2 separate regions of the Triticum aestivum genome follow, and region 1 is linked to region 2. A link is a contact called in public Hi-C data. All regions are on one chromosome and are shown on one strand. Each heading gives the region's core, a stretch centred on a gene start, on an enhancer-like site or on the middle of the called end of the contact. The rest is flanking DNA. Distances are from core to core; before and after follow the strand shown. Region 1 holds the start of LOC123144143 (cation-transporting ATPase HMA5). Region 2 holds the start of LOC123144142 (cytochrome P450 97B2, chloroplastic).

Region 1 (3,402 bases), core at 72-2,571, 490 kb after region 2:
CCTGAACAATCTCATCTTTGCTAATAGCAGTCGGATCGTACTCAACTTCCCCTAATGAGGTCGCTAATGCAACAACTGCTCTGTTTACACCTGGTAACTTCTTTAAGATCCCTTCAACTGAGTTCACACAGGCAGCACAAGTCATCCCCCCTATCCTAAATTGGCCTGACAAAGCCTTCTGTGACTTTGGCTGAGAAACAGCAGAATCTGGGAGGATTTCTGCTTCAAACCCAGCATCTTCTATTGCTTCTACAATGTCCTCTTCCTGAATACAACAAACACTGTCAGGTCCATTTCAGAAACTTTATATAAAAGCAAGTTAGTTTAAATAAGAAAGGTTACAGGTTGGCAACGTCGTGGAGAGTTGAGATCTTTGAAACAGACCTAACATCACTTTTTTTTCAGAGGTTGTTTGCAATTGCAAGTTTACAGTACAGGTGCTTCATGGTCCTGTTCGGGAACCAGTTAAATTACCATGAAAATCGTTATGATCCAGTACTAGGACTGCACCTTTACAATTGGCACTACGAAAATCTCCCGATATTTTTTCGTAAACGTGGTTACAATCCACATGATTATCAAACACGCTAGACTCGATTCCCGACAAAGCAACGCAGAGTGTCCCACAAACTCAACCCACACGACTAATCAATTGGAACAGCCAGCTAGAACAAGGACAGGCGAGCCAAAAATGAAGCAGCTACAGCACGAGTTGTGAGTGTTGGTTTCGCATCCTAACCACCATAACCGACAAAACGCAGCTAAGTTTCCCGCCTCGCGCTGACCAATTCCGCTGCTGATTACCAACAAGAGCGCTATAATCGTACAAACTCGAAGCCACCGCGCCAGAATTCACCGCAGGGGCGCGATCCCAGGCCAAATCTCCAGCGCGCGCGGAGGCGAAGGAGGGAGCGGGAGGGGGAGGGATCACACGGAACCAAACCTTGGCGAGCGCGGGGTCGAACACGACGTGGGCGCGGTTCTGCAGCAGCGACACGGCGGCGCTGCGCACGCCGCGGCGGGCGGAGAGGGCGGCCTCGACGGCGCCCGTGCAGGCGGAGCACGTCATGCCCGTGACCCGCACCTGGGCCCGCCGCATGCCCGCCTCCTCCTCCTCCTGGCCCTTCCGCGAGCTCGGCCCCTCCGCCTCGCCGTAGGACCCCAGCAGCGCCACCTCCTCCATCTCGTCGTCGCGGCCGCCGGCGACCGCCGTGAGCTGGAGGTGGGCCATGGCCGTCAGAGACGGGGGTGGCGAGGCGAGGCAAGGCAATAATTCGGAGGGGAATGAACGGGAAGGGAAAATGTGGAGGGGAGACCGACCGAGTGGGCCGGGAAAGGCGCTGGGTGTAATAGTGCGAGACATGAGGGGTCGGTCCGAGATCACGCGAGGGTTTCGGGGGCGTTTCTGAAAATGTTGCGGATAGTGCTGGTTTGGTGGGTAGGTAAGCCGGCAAATCCGGGGGCGTTACACTGGCGTTAATTAGTAATCTCCTCGTGATATGGTTTGACTCGATCGTCCGTACGTTTGGATTATCTCCTTTCAACGTGTGGAAAACTTCGGCGTCAAGTATTATGTTGCAAATCAATCCTATTCCTAGCGGCGTACACAAGGTTGCACCTTGCACGCAAAGCATGAGCTCGCTCTATCACTCGCCGGAAGCAGCCGGCGATTGCGTCAGGCCTACACATACGCATGCAAGTCCGCTGTATTTTTTTGTTCAGAGAGATTGACTCTTTCAGAAATCCAATCCAATTTGGTTCTTTGGCCCGTGTTTTTCTGGAAAATCGGGTCGCCTTTGCATCTGGACCGCTGATTGCTGATATGCCATCGTTTTCAGCCATCTGCTCGTGTGTCCGGGATTTCGCTAGACCTATTACGCCATTTCCGTCCAATCTTGGCAGGCCAAGAAAAGCTTCAAGGAGACAAGCTTCAGTGTCCGCTCTGATTTGATCTGGGATCCTGTATACTCCTAGCTTGTATAGTGCTATCCGTCTTTGCCTTTGGATCACAACAAAAACAACCAACAACATGTCTCAGCAAACAAGGGAACGTGTAGATCTGTTCATCATTTCAGCGGCAGGGGGATAGCCTTGGTCGATGCATGGGGACCATACCATCTTCGATCCATCTAGTCCAATCCCGAAAATAGCTTAGAATTCAGCCGATGTGATGTGATCCTCTCGGATGTAGAAGATTTTTTTCTGCGTCCACGAGCCCATCATGATCATGCTGCGATGGAGATGTTTTCTTTCCCTCGAGGAACACGCGGGACAGAGAAGTTCTCCCGTTGTCGCCTTCCATTCATGGCACGGCGATGTCTATTACCGTGGGTTCCGTGGGAGCTATCCGGCTACCAAGTAGGAGTACTCCCTTATCATACGAGTAGAATATAATGTGTACTAGTAGTAGATTTTCTTCAGACACCTGAACGTACACAACTTTCTATGAGCGACACAACTTTCTATGGGGGAGCTCTTTGGGAATTCGGGCTAGTCAAAGGGACGCAGCGATGTGAGCGACACACTGGGCCGGCCCATTTACCTCATACACAACTTTCTATTTTCTAAGATACTTACTTTGGTTTTCTAGTTCTAGGAACTTTCTAGAAGATTCTGTCTAGGTTTTTTTGTTTTTTTGTTTTTTATCTGTTGTTTTTGTCTGCCGGTTTTATTGTTTCTTTTTTCTTTTCCTTTTCTTTTTTTAGTTCAATTTTTAAATTTGTTCTTGTTTACAAAGATCTTTGAAATTTAAAAATGTTCAAATTTTCACACACAAAATCCAATTTCAAAATTGGTTTCCGATTATCAAAAATTGTTCGTGTTTTCAAACAAAATATTTTGAATTTTGAATAATTTTCAAGAATCCTTCAAAATTTAAAAATGGTTTGATTTTTCAAAAACGTTTGAAATTTTGAAAAATGTCTGTGTTTTTTAAAAAATCAAAAAACTTGAAAAATGTTCACTCTTTCAGAATTTCCTCAGTTATTTTTTAACCAATTACAGTAACAAAGAAAATACACTACAGTGCCAACAACTGCTCTACGGTACTGAAAACCGTGTTGCAGTGTCGTGTGTTACGTGTTGGGAAACGTAGTAGAAAACACAAAAACTCGCCCTACGAACACCCAGGAACAATATGAAGATGCATACCGGGTTTGGATCAATGATCGTTACCGACTCCGGAGTGCAGCGAAAGTAGACGAGTCGGTGTAGATCGTACTTGGAGTTCCTCAAACGTCGATGCTGATCCCGCGAACCACCCTTGAACAACCCCTCGAACAGAAGACCAAAAGCACGGCCTCTCTACTTGGTTGCAAGCGTATGGTCTTCACAATCCAGCAGCGCTTCGTCGTCCAGAGCTAATCGTCACCGGAGAATTAGAGGGAGCAGATGAGAACCACA
Region 2 (3,304 bases), core at 184-2,683:
CATACAGATATACCAAATCGATTAGTTCATTTTAATGTTGATGAAGGCCCTCTTAAATGACGTTAGGCGGTTTTTCAACCTGAAGCTGAGACCTTAACAAACAGAAGGTTTTCTGAGAGGGTATGATTAGCAATGTACAGTGCATATAAGGATACTTGAAGCAGAAAAACATCGATGACATGATTCAAATAAATATGGTTTGAACATGGATTTAGAAAATGGTAACCAGATTATTACCATGCAGGTGATCATCTGGTCAAGAGTACCAAATTTGTGGAATTATATCATGTAAGTATTCACTCAAACATCATGTACACACGTCACACTTATCTACTATTTGCAGAGTGCAACTAATACATGCTTCCAGTAAGCAGAACAAGGCACTGCAATAAAAAGAGTAAGCAACACGAGACAGAACGGGATAAGCACCTCGAGGAACCAATCATAGAGCGAATAGAAAAGGGGCCGGTCGAACAGGTCAGTGACAGCACCTTCGGCAACCGGCATATTCTTGAGGTTGCTGCCAGCGAGCAAATTGGTGAGAAGGTTGCTGGCGTTGTCAAACAAGTTCCTCTTAGGCTTGGTGGTTTTGTCAACTCCGGGCAACTGGCATCTGCATAAACACCAACAGTAAGGGGCTAGGCACATATTGTACTCTGCAAAAACAAAACCTGGTAATTTGGCAGGCGCCGGCACTACCAAATTCTTTGAGTACCACGTTTCACATAAAGGAAACCACCAAGCATTATATATCTTAATCAATTAATGCGTCAACCAACAGAGAGCTGATAGACCACCAAACATTATTAATTAATGTACTGTACTAAATGAAGAAGGATGTATGGGCAGAGTTAAGCTGCCTGCTCATCGTGGGCAGCTACAGAGTTAAATTGGCAGTTACTTCAAACAAATAGCTATAATTTGACGGGGCTTAGCAGGGCACACAGTGCAGGGGCAATCGATCGAACGCCTGGTGGGCAGGGCACACGGCCGACTAAGTGGAGAGGTGTGGAGTGTGAGGCTGGGGATGCCTTCTGTACCTGACGGGGAGGAGGCGGCTCCTCCCGTGAGCTGCCGACGAGGAGGGGTAGGAGGAGGCGAGGCGGTGCGTGCCGGTGCTGGACCTCGGGAGGAGCGTGGCGGCGGTGGCCGCGCTCATGGCCATGGCGCTGGAGCGCGCACTCTCGCAGCGGGAGAAGGTTCGACGGGCGCTGGCGTCGTGGCGGAGTCAGACGATAGATAAGGTGCCTCGTCCGGTAGCGTGGCTAGACTAGTGTGTGCGCGCCATGTGAGATCGCCGTCCGCGCCGCTGGTTGGAGATCACGTGGCGTCCGTCGGATCGGAGGACGGTGGCGTCTGGTCGGTCGGAGGAGCGCCGGTTGCCCGCCGACCACGGAACGTGGCACGGCCGGTGTTTATTGGATTCCAGTGGGTCGCCCGCTAGCGCCAGAGGTGGCACGACACCGCACGCGTCAGGCTGTGGGTGCTCCACTACAGCCACGAGGAATTTCCTCCTAGCAAAAACACCTTTTTCTTAAAACACAGGCAAACCAGGCGAAAAATCATCACAAGAGCCCATAAAATTAGCTCACGCATGTACACTTGAGCTACCCACACTTTTTTTTAACAACAAAAGGCACATGAAGCGCCAAATTCATTCAGCTCAGTAGCATCTTACATCATGAATTACAAAGCCCTGAACCTGAAATGTAGCTAGGAAAGTAACTATAGAGCAAGATATATGTCTATGAGCTGAAGCAAAGCAACATATTTCAGGTTCAACATTAGAACGTAGAACCTGATGAGCTACATTAAGAGCGATATCAAACGTAGAACCTGGTAAGCTACATTATGAGCGATATCATTTATATCCCTAGAAATATGAAACACTTGAGGTTGCAAATTGGACGCCTACTTGAAGAAATCACGGAAAAAATTTCGGATGCTTCATGGGGCATTGGCCTCCTGAAAGTGCAACTAATTCCTGAATGATTTTGGTAATTCATAACAATATATAGCTTATTAAACTAATATCCTTTCAAGATAAATATTTCAGGTAATTCAATGAATGGCATGGCATGAACTAGCAATGTGGACCCCTCAAAATGCTAAAAACGCATATTGGCAAAAGCTCCAGACTCTTCATCTTTGTTTTAGTGATCCAAGATCACACTGAGTTCATAGGAAAGTCAATACTATTAAAATTAAAAGGGAATGAGTGTTACTTAATGGCTTGCTTGCTCAAATGCTTAGTGATATTGCTCCAAATACCCTCAACCACTTTCTCCTTCTAAATATGTCAAAATCCCAAACTTCAACTCGCCCCACCAGTTCTTTCTATCCGACACCACCGAGTTCATATGACATAGCCACAGCTAGAAACCCTAACAGTTCGGTCACACCGATACGGATCTCGGTCTCACCGAGATGGCCTTGCCAACTCTCTGTTGTCTGTTGCAATTATTCCGGTCTCACCGAAATTGTGATCGGTCTCACCGAGATGGTTTGACCAACTCCCTGTTGCCCTATTGCTTCACTTCGGTCTCACCGAGTTGATGCAATCGGCGCCACCGAGATGAGGTTTGCCCTAAGCCCTAGTACATCGGTGATGCAAACGTCGACAGAAACTCGATGGCGCGAATAATTTTCCCAATCTTTCACGGTACAGTGTCACCTGAAACGGCGTAGCGCTCGCGGTCTTGTAGATGCAATCGCCACAAAAACAACACGCACACCCGAGAGAGGAAGTACGTGGACGATCTTCGGCAGATCAGCAGAAATTGAAACTCTAGAATCAATCTCAGACCAAAATCACAAAGCTTCAATAGCTATCAACAAATATTCAGCGGCGGCTTGGAGATACCCCGAGTTGCTGATCTATCCATCGATGGAAATAAACCTATCCAGAAAAACTGACCCTCGTACACGGCCGACCTGGCAGGCACACGGGCTAGCCCGACTCGTTTCCTAATTTCCAAGATGACTTGGACTCTAACAACCACGTAACAAACTAGGTACGCTAAAAAAACTATAGTCTCTTTCGTATCTAACTAAACAAGATTTAACTAACGGATTGTGCTAACTTTCAGTTGACTGTAGCGGCAGATCCGGACGATTCTACCCATGTACGATCCACTTCTTTAGATGTGGGAATTAATCCACCGCATCTTTTTTTTCTTCTAGCGCAATAAAAAGAATTGGCGGAAGTGGGAATCAAACCCACCACCTCTTGGTAGACACAATAGTTCGCAACCACCCAGTCTAGATTGAGCCAATGATTAGATTAAGGTTAGATAGTATTTGT

What was found. Hi-C and Micro-C count contacts between places; a contact is called where the count stands out from the background.
Region 1: a Hi-C map of leaf shows a contact between it and region 2, with 6 times the contacts expected there. The contact joins the promoter of LOC123144143 here to the promoter of LOC123144142 in region 2. A contact is called at or near these places in 2 of 5 Hi-C or Micro-C datasets (both in leaf).

Annotation. Positions count from the first base shown.
Region 1 is chr6D:138,784,690-138,788,091 of IWGSC CS RefSeq v2.1, forward strand. LOC123144143 (cation-transporting ATPase HMA5) reads right to left here and starts at 1,322. Exons shown (of 9, transcript XM_044563181.1): 1 at 944-1,322; 2 at 1-265. The coding sequence starts at 1,231.
Region 2 is chr6D:138,290,724-138,294,027 of IWGSC CS RefSeq v2.1, forward strand. LOC123144142 (cytochrome P450 97B2, chloroplastic) reads right to left here and starts at 1,434. Exons shown (of 14, transcript XM_044563179.1): 1 at 1,041-1,434; 2 at 430-613. The coding sequence starts at 1,165.